5 separate regions of the Mus musculus genome follow, and all the other regions are linked to region 3. A link is a contact called in public HiChIP or PLAC-seq and promoter capture Hi-C data. All regions are on one chromosome and are shown on one strand. Each heading gives the region's core, a stretch centred on a gene start, on an enhancer-like site or on the middle of the called end of the contact. The rest is flanking DNA. Distances are from core to core; before and after follow the strand shown. Region 1 overlaps Fbxl18 (F-box and leucine-rich repeat protein 18). Region 2 holds the start of Papolb (poly (A) polymerase beta (testis specific)). Region 3 holds the start of Slc29a4 (solute carrier family 29 (nucleoside transporters), member 4). Region 4 overlaps Gm52793 (a long non-coding RNA gene). Region 5 has its middle 23 kb from the start of Actb.

Region 1 (2,700 bases), core at 94-2,593, 180 kb before region 3:
CTCACTCATCCCTGGAGTCAAGTCCCTAGAGCTCACACCCATCTCTCTGCAGGTTGGAGCAGCCCTACTTCAACGCCAACGCTCAGTTCTTCCAGGCACTGGGCCAGTGCTCGTCTCTGCAGCGCCTGTGCCTGGTATCTCGCAGCGGCACCCTGCAGCCAGATGCCGTGCTGGCCTTTATGGCCCGTTGCCTGCAGGTCGTCATGTGTCACATGTTCACCGGAGAATCCCTTACCACCTGCAAGAGCCTGCAGCAGTCGCTCCTCCGGAGGTGAGTGGCAAGGCCTGGCAGCTGACCGGGAGGTCTCAGACAGTACTGCTGTCCCCAGGACTCAGTGTCCTCAGCCCGTTACCGACTTTGAGGAGATGGAGCACCAGATTCTAGCAGCATGATCAGAGGGCCTGGCCTGCTGCAGGGGACTAGTTCCCATGGATAGTCTCTGGTCTCAGCCATGGAAGGCTGAGACAGAAAGAGCCCAGGAGTTAGGGCTAGCCTCAGGTACAGAGTTTATCCTGGAGTCTAGAAGCCAAAGTTTGAGTTTACTGTGTCTGATGTGGGCCCAAGAAAGACTTCTTGACCCTTCCTTCCTTCATCCTTGTAAAGGCTGGACTCCCGGCAATTCAGAAGCTGAGGCAGAACTGGGAATTTGGAATACTTGGTGAATTCAAGGCAAGCTTGGCCTATAAGCAAGGCCATTTCAACAAGCAAGTAAGGGGCTGGGAGTTTAGCGTAGTTGGTAGAGTGCTTGCCCAGCTGACACTAAGCCCTGGGTCAGTTCTTACAACATGGGGCTGGAGAGATGACTCAGAAGTCATCTTACTGCAGCTGGGACATGCCAACACGCCAGAGGCAGAGGCTAGCCTGGTCTACAGGTCAAGTTCCAAGACAGCCAAGATAGCCTCTCCTGGCCACTTTGGGCAACTGTGTAGATGTGAGGCATATAAGCTTATGTGAGCTCACATTACATGCACATACATACATACATACATACATACATACATAAACAGATCTCAGTCTCTGTAGTACCACAGATGTGTTAGCACATGCTTATGATCCTAGCACTTGCTGATGGAGGCAGGATTCAAGTCCTCTACTACATAACAAGTTTGAGGCTAGCCTGGGCTACATGAGACCCTGTCTTAAGACAGTGTAAGTAAAGAGAGAGTGGCTGGTCTGAAGAAACCCTCAGGGCAGACGCTGAGGCCTGACCCAGGCCAGCACAAAGCCTTCCTCTCTGCTATTGCTGGCAGCCTCGGGGCTGGGCAAGGCCCTAGAGACTGGCAGAGAGGCTGTTCTGTGGAGGCCTCTGCTGCCGCCTTGCCATCTGCAGGGTGGTGGCTCTGCTGTACACCCCTCCCCCACGGTGACAGCAGCCTTTCTGGGTCTTACAGTCTGCCCAGCTGTGCAGGGCGCTGAGCTGCAGGCGTCCAGCAGGTGGCAGTGTTGCTCTTGGCAGCCAGCCACCCGGTGCCCAGGGTGTCTGTGAAAAGTAACCGTACTGTCTGTCGTCTTTCCTGAAGCTTCTTTTGTTTGCTTAGCTTAAGAACTTTTTTTAGACAGGGTTTTTGTAGCTCAGGCTGCCCTTGAGCCCACTGTGATGCTGGACACGACCTTCCCCTCCGTATCCTCCCGCCTCCATCTCCTGAGTGCTGAAGTTATAGGTATAGAGCACTTTTGGAGTAGCCCAGGCTGGCCTTAAATTTGTGGCAATCCTCCTGCCTCAGCCACAATCCTCCTAGCACCTCACCCAGCAGGGTAGATGGAGCTCTCAGCCAGCAAGACTGGGGTCCCTTCCTCCCTGCACTGCACTGTCGGTTCCTGGCAGGATTATGCTTCGTGTCTGTCCCCGTGCCAGGCTGTACTCGTGCCTCAGGTCCCTGGGCAGTTGAGTTGCATCTTTCTCACCTTCCTTAACTGGCTCGGGGGCTTCATGTTGTGGGGTTGGATTTGGCTTCTCCCACCTCACAGGATGTATCTGTATTTAGGTTGCCTGTGTCTAATGCCTGCACAGTGTGGTGACTACATTTGTCCTTCAGGTTTTGTGTCCTGTGTCTGCCTGTCTGTCTGTCTCTCTCTTTTGAGTCTCAAGTAGCCCAGACTAGCCACTAACACGGAGAAGAATAATCAGAATAAACGTAACCTTCTGATGCCCGCTCGCTACTTCTCAGGTCTTGTCGTTACAGGCATACACTGCCACGTTAGATTTATGCCATGCTGGGGCCCGGAAGCGTCAGGCAAATAGTCTGCTGGCTGAGCCACGTCTCAGCCTTGGGGTTTCCTGCTTCTTGGTGCCATTCTGGGCATTGACATCTCAACCCTCCCCAGTACCAGGATGAGCTGCGTGTGTCCCCATGCCAGCTCCTTTTCTCTCCTGTTGCACCATGCAGCCCACTGGATGTGGGGCTGTGTTCTTCTGCAAGTCCTTCCCCTATTTGGGCTTCTTTGGCCTCATATGAGGTCTGAATTCAGCTCCTGGGGTCCAGACTCAGTGACAGAGGTTCCTGGTGGACCTTGGGGGTTAGTGGCCTCCCAGGCTGGTGAGCAGGGACTATCAGAGTTCCGCTTTACCCAGTGCCCACACATCTCTGCACCGCACCGGTCCAGTTTCCCATCTTCCCTAGAAACTTGTGCTGGTCTACCTGATGCATGGTTGCCTTGCCTGCTGCTGTCTGCCCACAGTGCTGTTGCGTCAGGGTCTG
Region 2 (2,700 bases), core at 140-2,639, 170 kb after region 3:
GGCAGGTGGATTTCTGAGTTCGAGCCCAGCCTGGTCTACAAAGTGAGTTCCAGGACAGCCAGGGCTATACAGAGAAACCCTGTCTTGAAAAAAAAAGGTTTTCCAAGTTTCCAAGTTTTAATTATGTGTAAGCATGTGCCATCAGAGGCCAGAGGTATCATAGGGAACCAATCTCCTATCCTGGAAAAGCAACAGTGGTGCCTTCTCCTCCTCCCATCCTTCTTCTGAGCCACCTTTCCAGCCCTGGGAAGAGATTCTTAATGAGGAATTACCTAGATCCAGTAGACTTGTGGGTGTGTCTGTAGGGGACTGTCCTGAGTGTTCATTTACACAGGAGATCCAGCCCATTGTGGGCATTCCCGTCCTTAGGCAAGGGACCCTGGACTGTATAAACAGGAGAAATAGATAGATGGATGACAGGAAGCAGGCATGGGTACATTTGTTCTCACTGCTCTTGACTGAGTGTGATGTGGCTAGATATCTTAAGTTCTTCTCACCTTCCCTGTAACTGACGGTAACCTGGAATTGTAAGCCAAATAAACCCTTTACCCCTAAGTTGTGTTTTCGTTTGTTTTTTTTTTTGTCAGCAACAGGAGTGAAACTGGAACAATTATGCTACCAGTAACACAAAGGTAAGTATTTAAAAGAATATGTAAGTTGGTTCTCTCAGTGGTAGTGTGTGAGGCGCTTGGATCCCAATACCACAAAAGCAAAGAGTGCACTTCAGTGGTGCTTCAACTGCACACTATATATAACTTAAGTGAGAATGGAGAAGTGGGAGATCTGGCGTCACCCAGGAACAAGCACAGATCTGGAGCACGGGAAGAATGGGAAGGTTTATCCTGTATCCAAACGAAGAGAACAAAGAGAATGTCGGGAAGAGCATATTCCAAGCATAGGCGTGGGAATCTTCTAGAGGCCACAAAATAAAAAGGACTTCTTGCTCTGATGCAGGAAATCCAGCGCGCCCTTGTAAATTGAGTATATTCACCTTGCACGCACGCACACAGCAGTGGAACTGTGGGATACTGAGAACAGAAATCTGAGTATGGGCTGGCAGAAGACGACGAAAGGGCCATAGTTTTGGCTTGATGGTAACTTCTCAGCAGGAGCCAGGGAAAGTAGAAGCCACCCCAAGAAGTGACACCAGGCCTGATGAGAGCACCACTGTCGCCCTGGGCCTAGCTGGAGCATCCTCTGGAACCTGCTTGGGGATAGAGGACAGTGCATTGTCCCTCAAGAGAGACTTCTCAGAACCGGGCAGGCCGGGCCGGGATGGAGCTCTTCCGGAAGCCTTCTAGCGCGAGAATTTCCTCCAATCTCGTGAGAGCGGCAGCGGCATCGGCCGGTGCGTGCGTGTGCCGTCGGTTCTGGAACGCGACCGCTGAGGAGCCCGGCGCCATGTTGGCCCGGAGGGATACCAGGGGAAGCGCTTGAGGCGGCGGGCTCGGAGCGGAGCGGGGGCCGACAGGGCCGGCCGGCAGGAGCCCGCCCCTCGCGCCTTCGGATCATGAGCCGAGCAGAGGCCGTCGAGGTCGCGGTGGCGGGGCAGGTGCCCTGGCGGCGCGGGAGCTAGAGATGATGCCATTTGCGGTGACCACCCAAGGAGCACAACAACCGGCTCCCGCCCCGAAGCAGTTCGGCATATCGTCCCCCATCAGCCTGGCCGCCCCCAAGGACACAGACCGCGAACTCACCCAGAAGCTGATCGAGACCCTCCAGCCCTTCGGGGTGTTTGAAGAGGAAGAGGAACTGCAGCGCAGGATTTTAATTTTGCAGAAATTAAATAATCTGGTGAAGGAATGGATCCGAGAAATCAGTGAAAGCAGGAATCTTCCACAAGCTGTAATTGAGAATGTTGGGGGGAAAATTTTTACGTTCGGCTCTTACCGATTAGGAGTACACACGAAAGGTGCAGATATCGATGCTTTGTGCGTTGCACCAAGACACGTGGATCGAAATGACTTTTTCACCTCCTTCTATGACAAATTGAAACTACAAGAGGAAGTAAAAGATTTAAGAGCTGTTGAGGAGGCCTTTGTGCCGGTTATCAAACTGTGTTTTGATGGAATAGAGATTGATATTTTGTTTGCAAGATTAGCATTGCAGACTATTCCAGAAGATTTGGACCTACGAGATGATAGTCTGCTTAAAAATTTAGATATTAGGTGCATAAGAAGCCTTAACGGTTGCCGGGTAACTGATGAGATTTTACATCTAGTACCAAACATTGACAGCTTCAGGTTAACACTGAGAGCCATCAAATTATGGGCCAAATGCCACAACATCTATTCCAATATATTGGGTTTCCTTGGAGGTGTTTCCTGGGCTATGCTAGTAGCAAGAACTTGCCAGCTTTACCCAAATGCAATAGCATCCACTCTTGTGCGAAAATTTTTCTTGGTGTTTTCTGAGTGGGAATGGCCAAATCCAGTGTTGTTAAAAGAACCAGAAGAACGAAATCTTAACTTGCCTGTATGGGACCCAAGAGTGAATCCTAGTGACAGGTACCATCTTATGCCTATAATTACACCAGCATACCCACAGCAGAACTCCACGTACAATGTGTCTGTTTCGACCAGGATGGTCATGATTGAGGAGTTTAAACAAGGACTTGCTATCACACATGAAATTCTGCTGAATAAGGCAGAATGGTCCAAACTTTTTGAAGCTCCAAGCTTTTTTCAAAAATACAAGCAT
Region 3 (2,700 bases), core at 162-2,661:
TTTATTTAGTTTTCAGACCATCCTTGGCACCAAACACCCACCTAGAGGGTGAGAGAGTACTTCACAAAGAGGGACTGGGTGGTTGCTAGGAAAAATTTAGCTACGCACACTTGGCGTTTTAATAGTGATGCAAGCCACCCCTAAGTACCCTGTGGGTCAAAGAGGGCTCCGAGCTCTCAGTAGTCCTGTAAAACTAGGCACACAACACCAGTCTGAAGAAGAGATAACCAAAAAGGCAGAGGAGGGCCAAACCCACAGCCAGACAGCTCTAACTGAACCCTGACCCGGCTGACCACCACTGGCCTCTCTCAGATGCTGTAGGGATTGTCTCTCAGGCTGCTTGCCCCACATGTGCAGTCGGCAGAAGAGGCAGAAAAATTACATTTCACTTGGAAAGCCAGCCTGCTCAACCTCCTCGGGCCTTGAACTTCTGGCTCCAGCCACAAGTCTTGTTTACTAAGATGCCCTTGGATGCCCCTGTCCCGTGCCCAGACGTTGTTTAGGGAGTCTCCCTCAGCATCCTAAGGCTCCACTCCCCGCTGCAGGATTGTGGGTTTTGAGCTACTTTGGGCAGCTCCTCTGAGTGCCAGGGGACAGATGACTGTAACATCAATGCCACAGACTGGTCAAGGCCTGGGATGCCCGCAGGGCAGAGGGGTAGCCCAGGCCCATCTCTCTCCATGCTTTAGGTTCCTGCACAGTCCGGACACTAGCAGACCTTGATGTTTCTTCCGCAGGAAGCACTAGCAGTATCAAACTTGGACCCCGGCCCACAGGGCCACCAGCAAAGAGAGACTTCAGGGGCAACTCGGAGGTCGTGACCCAGTGCCCAGGCCCCGCCTCTGTCATAACCTTTTTCAAAACTAGAAGGAAGCTGGCTGGGCAGAAGGGCGTGATGGAAGGAGATGGGTCCGGAAGGAACTTCAGGTGCAAGGTCCCCTGAGGTGTGACCAAGGGAGGACATAATGCCGTGATCCGGCTCGGCCAAGGCCACCCGCGTCTGTCCCCTTCTAGAGCCTGCGTCCCGCCCTCGCAGCTCGGATGCAGGGGATCTTGCACTGTGCGAGGGTACCCATCCTCCCCGGACAAGGGGTGCGGCAACCATCCGGTGCCTGGGAGGGCGGAAGGGAGAGGCGGCGCGACTGGGGCCGCGCGCCGCAGACAAAGGCTCCGACAGGTCCCCGCCGGCGTCTCCCTGCCACCTCCGTGGCGACACTCACCTCGGGCGGCCCCAGGCTGGGATCCTCGCTGCCTGCCTGCCGCCCGCGCCCGGACCCTTTGCGCTGTGCCCCGCTTCTCGAGGCTTGGGACCGGGCGCGGCGGGCGTCCTGCTCGGTGTCCCGGTCCGCGGGCCCGGGTCCGTGAGCGCGTGCTGGGGGCGCAGCAGCTGCAGCGAGCTAGCCCGGCCCACGCCCCGCCCGCCCTCCTAGCTCCGCCCTCCTAGCTCCGCCCACCGCGTGACTCCGCCCAAGTCCCGCCTCCAACCACACTTTTCACCATCCAGATGCCCCGCCCACCCTCGTGGCCCCGCCCCTCACACCCCGCCCACTCCACAGGGCTCCACCCAGGTCCGGCCTCCAGTGGGGCCTACGGCCACTCAGTCTCCCAGTCTCCCTGCCCACGCTACATCCACTCTGTATAAATCCGCCCCTAAACCCCTCTTTCTCTCCTATACACTCCGCCCAATCTCTACCTGCGCTCTCCGCCCCTGGCCCTACCCAGTCTTTACCATATTCCCCGCCCCATTTTCTTTACCTATGCTCCACTCACTCTATATGACCCCGCCTCTGGCTCCGCCTCTGAACTGCCCACTCTAATGCCCCCAAGCCTCTTTGCTGTCTTCACCCTCGTTCCTTCTGTGCCCTTAGCCAGCCCCAACCCAGACCACAGAGCCTGCCCCCTTTCCCTGCCTTCCTCTCCGCTGGCCCTAGCCTCACCTCTATTCTTTCTTCACCCCTATTCCTTCCCCGCTTCCCTTGATGCGTGCTGGGCCCTTCTTCCATCCCCCTCTTCCCCTGCTCCTACTTCATTTGCCTAGTTCCACCCCCATTATTCCCACATGCTCCACTCTCCTCCTCTGGGCCCACTTCGTCCCACCTACCTGGCCTCACCTCTAGCCCTCATACATGACTTCTTATTCACTACCTGCTAGCTCCGCCCCATCACTTCCCTGTGCCACGCCCCCATGGCCCCTCCCACAGCCTTCACACCAGCCCTGCCTCTCTGCCCCGCCTCCCACTCCCATGCTTGTTTCCCCCACACTACCACTCCCCGACGGCGTGGACTCATCCTATGCTGGACCGTGGCTTTCAGCATAAGCGCTGCCTCTACCCATTCACACTCCACTTGTCTTTGCCCACTTCTCTCCACTCTCAGGTTACAGTATCTGACAGTCTAGCATACAGGAAGGTTTGGTGTCTTAGCTGGCCGTCCTCACTTCTCAGTCCCTTCACGATTCTTGCCAGGCTTAGTCTCCTGGAGCTCTAGGTGATCTGCGACAATCTGGGGCTGGCACTGATTGCTTCAGTAGGGCCTATTCTGACCCTGGTCCTGGCCACATGCCCCATGGGGGCCATAAAGATAAGACCAGGAATTAAGTGGGAACAGTACCCTAAGTCCTTACAAACTGGGACCTGTTAATGGGGGCCAGGAGTCTTCAGGACCGAGGCACAGAGAGATGCATTTGTCTGGATACCCCTC
Region 4 (2,700 bases), core at 7-2,506, 160 kb before region 3:
TGGAGGTGTGACTCAGTGGTAGAGCCCCTGCCTAGAATCCCTCAGTGAGGGGCTGAGGTGTGACTCAGTGGTAGAGCCCCTGCCTAAAATCCCCCAGTGAGGGGCTGGAGGTGTGACTCAGTGGTGGAGCCCCTGCCTAGAGTCCCCCAGTGAGGGGCTGGGGCGTGGCTCAGTGGTAGAGCCCCTGCCTAGAATCCCCCAGTGAGGGGCTGGGGTGTGGCTCAGTGGTAGAACCCCTGCCTAGACTCCCCCAGTGAGGGGCTGGGGTCATGGCTCAGCAATAGAGTGCTTTTCTAGCATGCACAAAGTTCTGGGTTTGGACACCAATAAATCCAGCAGTTGCAGACACAGACACAAACAAACAAACAAACAAGCAAATAAATTTAAAGAAAAAGAAGGGGGGGAGAGGGGGGGGGAGAGGGGGGGGAGGCGGCAAGCAGGGTTTGGGGCCTGAGAGGCTGGAGGTTTATGCAAGGATGGTGGACTGGCCCTTGTCAGATGAGAGTTGCTGTCAGTCCATACCATGAGAACTGTAAATCTATTCCACTTTTGTTTCTTTGTGACAGGATCTTGTTATGTAGCCCAGGCTGACCTTCAGGCTGACCTTGAACTTCAGATCTTCCTGCCTCAGCTTCTTTAGTGCTGGCATTACATGCTTATGCTCAGAAAGACCTCTCTCTCTCTGTATCTGTCTGTCTGTCTGTCTCTGTCTCTGCTCTCTCTCTCTGAGGACTCACTATGTAGCCCTGACTAGCCTAAAACTCACAGAGACCCTCCTGTCTCTGCTTTCCAGACGCTGAGATTCCCAACACCGCCATACCTTGTCTGTCATTTTTTTTTTTTTAGCGAACGAACATATATTTATTATAAAATGAGAAAACTCTTAAGAATAAGCGGGGCTTCACCGTCTTCCCACACTCAGGCTCTTCTCTTGGACCGCAAACACCATGAGCAACAACCTACTGGGTGGAGCAAGGCCGGGGGAAGCTGTTTTCCTCCCGAGAGCCAACAGAACACACTAGGCGTCTAGGGCCCCTCTCCCCAGAACGCGCCTCGCTCCGTTGCTCTGGCAACCAGCGCCTCTTTATCAAACTGCGGAGAAAACCCTGAAGGCCCCACCTGTTCTCCAGTTTGTGATTTAGAGCTTTGGGTGTTTTTAATTGTAGGAAAACCGAAATGAGCAGGGCTCGCTCCCTCTGCATGGGCAAGATAAAGCCTCAATCTGCCAGAGCGCTGTCTGCTGGAAAGAAATCTCTTTCAATTTGCGGGCGACTTTCCAGCGAGGCTCTGGTGGCAGCGAGCAAGCTGGCAGTGCATGTGGTGACACACTCAGATAGAGGCTCTGCCATTTCAGGGGAGGGGGAACCTATCCCCATTAGGGAAGGCTGGGTCCTGGCCAGCCAGGTACATCTGGGATGGCATTCTACCAGGCTGGGAACCTAGAGATCCGAGGAGTGAGGCTCAAGGCTCCCACCGTGTGTCCCTCTGCTCCTTCTGACCCCTAACCTTTCTCCTGGCCACTCCACCCTGGCACTGCAGGTCCAGAGCTTGAATAGCATGGGATGGTGCAGGCTTTTAACCTCAGCGTGTCAGAGGCAGAAACAGGTGGACCTCTTGTGAGTTCAAGGGCAACCTGGTCTACGACGTAGTGAATTCTGAATTTCTGGGCCAGCCCAGGCTAAATATGAAGCCCTGTCATAAAAATGAATGAGTGGATAAATAAATAAGATGCAGCCTGGGGGGCTAGTAAGATGGCTTAGCAGGTAAAGGTGATTGCTGCCAAGCATGGTAACCTGAGTTTGAACCTCAGGACCCACAGAGTGGAAGAAGGAGAACTCTTTTTCTGACCCCTAAACACATTCTCTTTGTTTTGTTTTGTTCTGTTTTGGAGACAGAGTTTCTTTTTGTAGCCCTGGCTGGCCTAAGACTCACCCTGTAGACCAGGCTGGCCTTGAACTCACTGAGATCCACCTGCCTCTGCCCCTGCAGCGCTGAGATTGAAGGTATGTGCCACTACCGCCCAGCTCTCCACACACATTCTGTGGCAGGCATGTGCCCACATATGGACAGACATACCCCTACACACACACACACACACACACACACACACACACACACACACACACACACACACGAGCGCACAAATTCACTTAACATAATAATAAAAGTGTGAAATACAACTCACCTCTACCTGACACTGGTCCCACCTGACTCCTGAGGTGTTCTGTTTGCTGCCTGGAATCTCTGCATCAACTCCGGACCCCTGCATCAAGATACATTTGTTTGCAAAATACAGAAAGCCTAGCTCAAAGGTTTGATTTGATGCTCGGTTGGTAAAGTGCTTGCCCACCCATCTGTAACCCTAGGTCCAGGGGATTCAGCACCCTCTTCTGGCCTCCACAGGAAACTACACTCATGTGAACACACATATGTATACACACACACACACACACACACCAAAAACAAAACCAAGGGAGCTGGAGAGATGGCTTATTAATTAAAGGCACTGGATGCTTCTTCAAGGGATGTGGGTTCAGTTCCCACATAGTGGCTCACCATCAGCGCTGTTTAGCTCTTTGGGGATCCAGCGCCCTCTTCTGGCCTACCTGGACATTGCATACACATGCTACACATACATGTGAGCAAAACAGGCATACACATAAAAAATAATCAAATCTGGCTGGGCATGATGATGCACGT
Region 5 (2,700 bases), core at 177-2,676, 230 kb before region 3:
TTGGAACTTGGTATGATGGGCTTTGAACTCTTGATCCTCCTGCCCCTCTGCCTCCCTAGTGCTAAGATTATAGACCTGCATTGCCCGCCACACCAGGTAAGACATTTCCAATCTATGGAAAAGTACAGATCTGAAGGAATACAAGCATGGTGCCCACAGACCAACTGTTTCTTCCCCAGCTAAAAGCACTGACAGCATTCAATTCCCAGCATCCCCATGGTGGCTCACAACTGTCTGTAGCTCCAGCTCGAGTGCCTTCTTCTGGCCTCGAAGGCACCGTCTGCACCTGGTACACAGACACTCATATAGACAAAAACACCCATGCCCATTAAAAATTAATATTTTTTTTTAAAAGATTTATTTATTTATTATATGTAAAGTACACTGTAGCTGTCTTCAGACACTCCAGAAGAGGGTGTCAGATCTCGTTACAGATGGTTGTGAGCCACCATGTGGTTGCTGGGATTTGAACTCTGGACCTTTGGAAGAGCAGTCGGGTACTCTTACCAACTGAGCCATCTCACCAGCCCGAATATTTTTTTTAAAAATCCAAAAATCCAAACAGGTCAGTGCCTACCTGGATACAGAACAGGTTCGGGCCAGCCTGGGCAACATATTGAAATCCTGTCTCAATATAAATGGTTAAGAAAATAATAAAATAAGTCATGCATTATGGGGCAGAGCTTTAATTCCAGTACTCGGGAGGCAGAGGCAGCCAGAGGCCTGCCTGGTTTATGTGGCTCTTGGAAGGTGGAGACTGCAGAATGACTTCAAGGCCCAGCTGTATACTGTTTATGCCAGCGCTCCAGAAGCAGGTAGATTTCTGAGTTTGAAGCCAGCCTGGTTTACAGAGTGAGTTCTAAACCAGCCAAAGCTACATAGTGAAACCCCGTCTCAAAAAAAAAAAAAAAAAAAAAACAAGAAAGAAAGGGTTCAAGGCCAGCCTGACGACCTACACAAGATCTTATTTCAAAGAAATACAGTCTAGAACATTCAGAGGGGGAGCACTGGGCTAGCACGGATGAGGTACTTGCTCCAACACCAACAAACAATGCTCTCCTAACCTCTTTATCCAAGCTCCCTCCCAGCTCCAGGGTAACAGCTGTGCCTTCTGGAAGCCCTTCATGCATTCCTAAGCCCAAAGTAATGGCTTACTCTTGAGATTCCAGCACTCCGAGGCTAAGGCAGGCTAGCCTGGGCTATCTGAGATTCCCTGCCTTCACCCAACCCCCACCCCATCCCCACTTTCTCAAACACAAGCCCGGGTGTGTGCCCGCGGACCCTTAGCGGTCCCCTCTGCAGGGCGCCGGCACCGCGGATCCCCTTAGGGGAATCGGAGCCATTTCGAAAGGCAGGACCACACCTCACATCCCCTGCGGGCTTCGCTCTCGAAACGGGAAGTCGGCGGAGGAAGTCGCGCGGGCAGCCGCCGGCCGCCGCCGCATGACTAAGTTTGGCGCGACTTGCGCTCCTTGCCTTTTATGGACGACTCGTGGGCAGCGGCCGCGGGCGGGGATCAGAGGGAGGGGACACCCCAGCCCCCCAACCCTGCCAAACCCCAGTTCCCACTACAAACCCAGCTGTGCACCGCTCTCCCCATCTGCAGGCCAGGCCCCTCCCTCCTTGAAGTACAGAAATGGAAACTGAGGCTCTGAGCTTAGATGGAGAGCGGCTCAGGGTCCTGCATAGTACTTGAGGCCAAAGGACAGCCAAGGGCCCCAGCTCTCCAGCCCCTTGGCCTGGTTGGATGACTGACATTCCCAAGGCGGGTGGGGAGGGAGGCAGGACAGAGCTTCTTTAGAGAATTGAACCTAGGGCCTAGAACATTCCACCAGGCTGTAGCCACAGCCTTGCTTTTTCTTTTCTTCTTTTTTAAAAATTGTATTTATGGGGGACTTTTGGGATAGCATTGGAAATGTCATTGATGAAGATACGTAATAAAAAAAATTGTATTTATGGCCTGGCATGGTGACACTGACCTTCCAGCAACTGGAGAGGCATTGGCAGGCAGATCTCTGTGAGTTCGAAGCCAGCCTGGTCATAGTGAGTTCCAGGACAACCAGGGCTACCTACTGAAACTCTCTCAAAACCAAAAAAACCAACAATAACCAACAACAGCTATTTGCATGGCATTCTCTTTATTATTATTATTATTATTATTATTATATTAGACAAAGTCTCACTGTATATTCTTGGCTAGCTTTGAAATCACAGAGATCTGTTTGCCTCTGTCTCCCTGAGTGCTGGGATTAAAGCCCTGTGCCACACACACTCCTAGCTAAGATTTATTGATTTATTTATTTAGTGGTTTTGGAGTGATATAGGGTCTCATTGTGTAGACCTGGCTGGCCTAGAACTCACAGACATCTATAGCAAAGGTGTGTGGCATGGAGTGGTGGTGCACATCTGGCAATTCATTTTGTTTGACTATGTGTATGAGTGTGTGTTTGTAGGTGGGTATGTGCATGTAACTGTTGGTGCCCATGGGAGCCAGACATATAGGATCCCCTGGAATTAGAGTCACAGGCAGTTGGGAGCCACCAGACATGGGTGCTGGGAGTCAAACACAGGACCCCTGTGAGATCAGCAAGTGCTCCTAACCACTGAGCCACCTCTCCAGCCCCTATCAGTCATTTGTTTTTGAGATTGGGTTTCACATAGCCCAGGCTTCCCTCTGCCTCCCTATGGAGGCAAGGATGA

The links. Promoter capture Hi-C pulls out the DNA fragments that hold promoters and counts their contacts. HiChIP or PLAC-seq counts read pairs in DNA pulled down with a chosen protein or histone mark. Capture Hi-C pulls out chosen DNA fragments and counts their contacts.
Region 1: a contact with region 3 is called in a promoter capture Hi-C map of hippocampal neurons, with 2.4 times the contacts expected there. The contact joins the enhancer-like site here to the promoter of Slc29a4 in region 3. A contact is called at or near these places in 11 of 39 promoter capture datasets (the 3T3-L1 cell line, the C10 cell line, HPC-7-derived erythroid cells and 5 more), 2 of 15 datasets of contacts at CTCF or cohesin (embryonic stem cells and large pre-B cells), 4 of 484 Hi-C or Micro-C datasets (CD8 T cells, the G1E-ER4 cell line, bone marrow-derived macrophages and 1 more), 11 of 115 datasets of contacts at active chromatin or transcription factors (T-cell acute lymphoblastic leukemia, craniofacial prominence, embryonic basal ganglia and 4 more) and 5 of 9 other capture datasets (adipose tissue, embryonic stem cells, liver and 2 more).
Region 2: a contact with region 3 is called in a promoter capture Hi-C map of adipose tissue. The contact joins the promoter of Papolb here to the promoter of Slc29a4 in region 3. A contact is called at or near these places in 6 of 39 promoter capture datasets (the HPC-7 cell line, HPC-7-derived erythroid cells, frontonasal cranial neural crest and 4 more), 1 of 15 datasets of contacts at CTCF or cohesin (pro-B cells), 2 of 484 Hi-C or Micro-C datasets (embryonic stem cells and epidermal suprabasal cells), 3 of 115 datasets of contacts at active chromatin or transcription factors (embryonic forebrain and embryonic stem cells) and 4 of 9 other capture datasets (adipose tissue, embryonic stem cells, liver and 1 more).
Region 4: an H3K4me3 HiChIP or PLAC-seq map of embryonic forebrain shows a contact between it and region 3, with 3 times the contacts expected there. The contact joins the enhancer-like site here to the promoter of Slc29a4 in region 3. A contact is called at or near these places in 7 of 39 promoter capture datasets (the C10 cell line, HPC-7-derived erythroid cells, cranial neural crest and 3 more), 3 of 15 datasets of contacts at CTCF or cohesin (embryonic stem cells and large pre-B cells), 18 of 484 Hi-C or Micro-C datasets (CD8 T cells, bone marrow-derived macrophages, embryonic stem cells and 2 more), 14 of 115 datasets of contacts at active chromatin or transcription factors (craniofacial prominence, embryonic basal ganglia, embryonic forebrain and 6 more) and 4 of 9 other capture datasets (adipose tissue, embryonic stem cells, liver and 1 more).
Region 5: a contact with region 3 is called in an H3K27ac HiChIP or PLAC-seq map of embryonic stem cells, with 5 read pairs. The contact joins the enhancer-like site here to the promoter of Slc29a4 in region 3. A contact is called at or near these places in 1 of 39 promoter capture datasets (the SN4741 cell line), 1 of 15 datasets of contacts at CTCF or cohesin (large pre-B cells), 2 of 484 Hi-C or Micro-C datasets (differentiating embryonic stem cells and myocytes), 3 of 115 datasets of contacts at active chromatin or transcription factors (embryonic stem cells and pancreatic cancer cells) and 2 of 9 other capture datasets (liver and pancreatic islet).

Annotation. Positions count from the first base shown.
Region 1 is chr5:142,876,229-142,878,928 of GRCm38.p6, reverse strand. It overlaps Fbxl18 (F-box and leucine-rich repeat protein 18), which reads left to right. Exons shown (of 5, transcript NM_001033312.3): 4 at 53-271. Among named protein-coding and RNA genes, the nearest start is that of Fbxl18, 18 kb to the left of the region's middle. Within about 2 kb of position 1,343, at least 59 of the 459 cell types and tissues checked have an H3K27ac peak or open chromatin away from gene starts, as enhancers often do. A contact at or near this core is called in T-cell acute lymphoblastic leukemia, hippocampal neurons and pancreatic cancer cells, where this site is marked.
Region 2 is chr5:142,528,765-142,531,464 of GRCm38.p6, reverse strand. Papolb (poly (A) polymerase beta (testis specific)) reads left to right here and starts at 1,389. Exons shown (of 1, transcript NM_019943.2): 1 at 1,389-2,700. The coding sequence starts at 1,579. All of the region lies in intron 2 of Radil (Ras association and DIL domains), which reads left to right.
Region 3 is chr5:142,700,812-142,703,511 of GRCm38.p6, reverse strand. Slc29a4 (solute carrier family 29 (nucleoside transporters), member 4) reads right to left here and starts at 1,411. Exons shown (of 11, transcript NM_146257.2): 1 at 1,221-1,411.
Region 4 is chr5:142,856,492-142,859,191 of GRCm38.p6, reverse strand. It overlaps Gm52793 (a long non-coding RNA gene), which reads right to left. Exons shown (of 3, transcript XR_003955824.1): 2 at 2,186-2,263. Among named protein-coding and RNA genes, the nearest start is that of Gm52793, 3.6 kb to the right of the region's middle. Within about 2 kb of position 1,256, at least 28 of the 459 cell types and tissues checked have an H3K27ac peak or open chromatin away from gene starts, as enhancers often do. A contact at or near this core is called in embryonic forebrain, forebrain and pancreatic islet, where this site is marked.
Region 5 is chr5:142,927,972-142,930,671 of GRCm38.p6, reverse strand. No RefSeq gene overlaps it. Among named protein-coding and RNA genes, the nearest start is that of Actb, 23 kb to the right of the region's middle. Within about 2 kb of position 1,426, at least 285 of the 459 cell types and tissues checked have an H3K27ac peak or open chromatin away from gene starts, as enhancers often do. A contact at or near this core is called in the SN4741 cell line, differentiating embryonic stem cells, embryonic stem cells and 3 more, where this site is marked.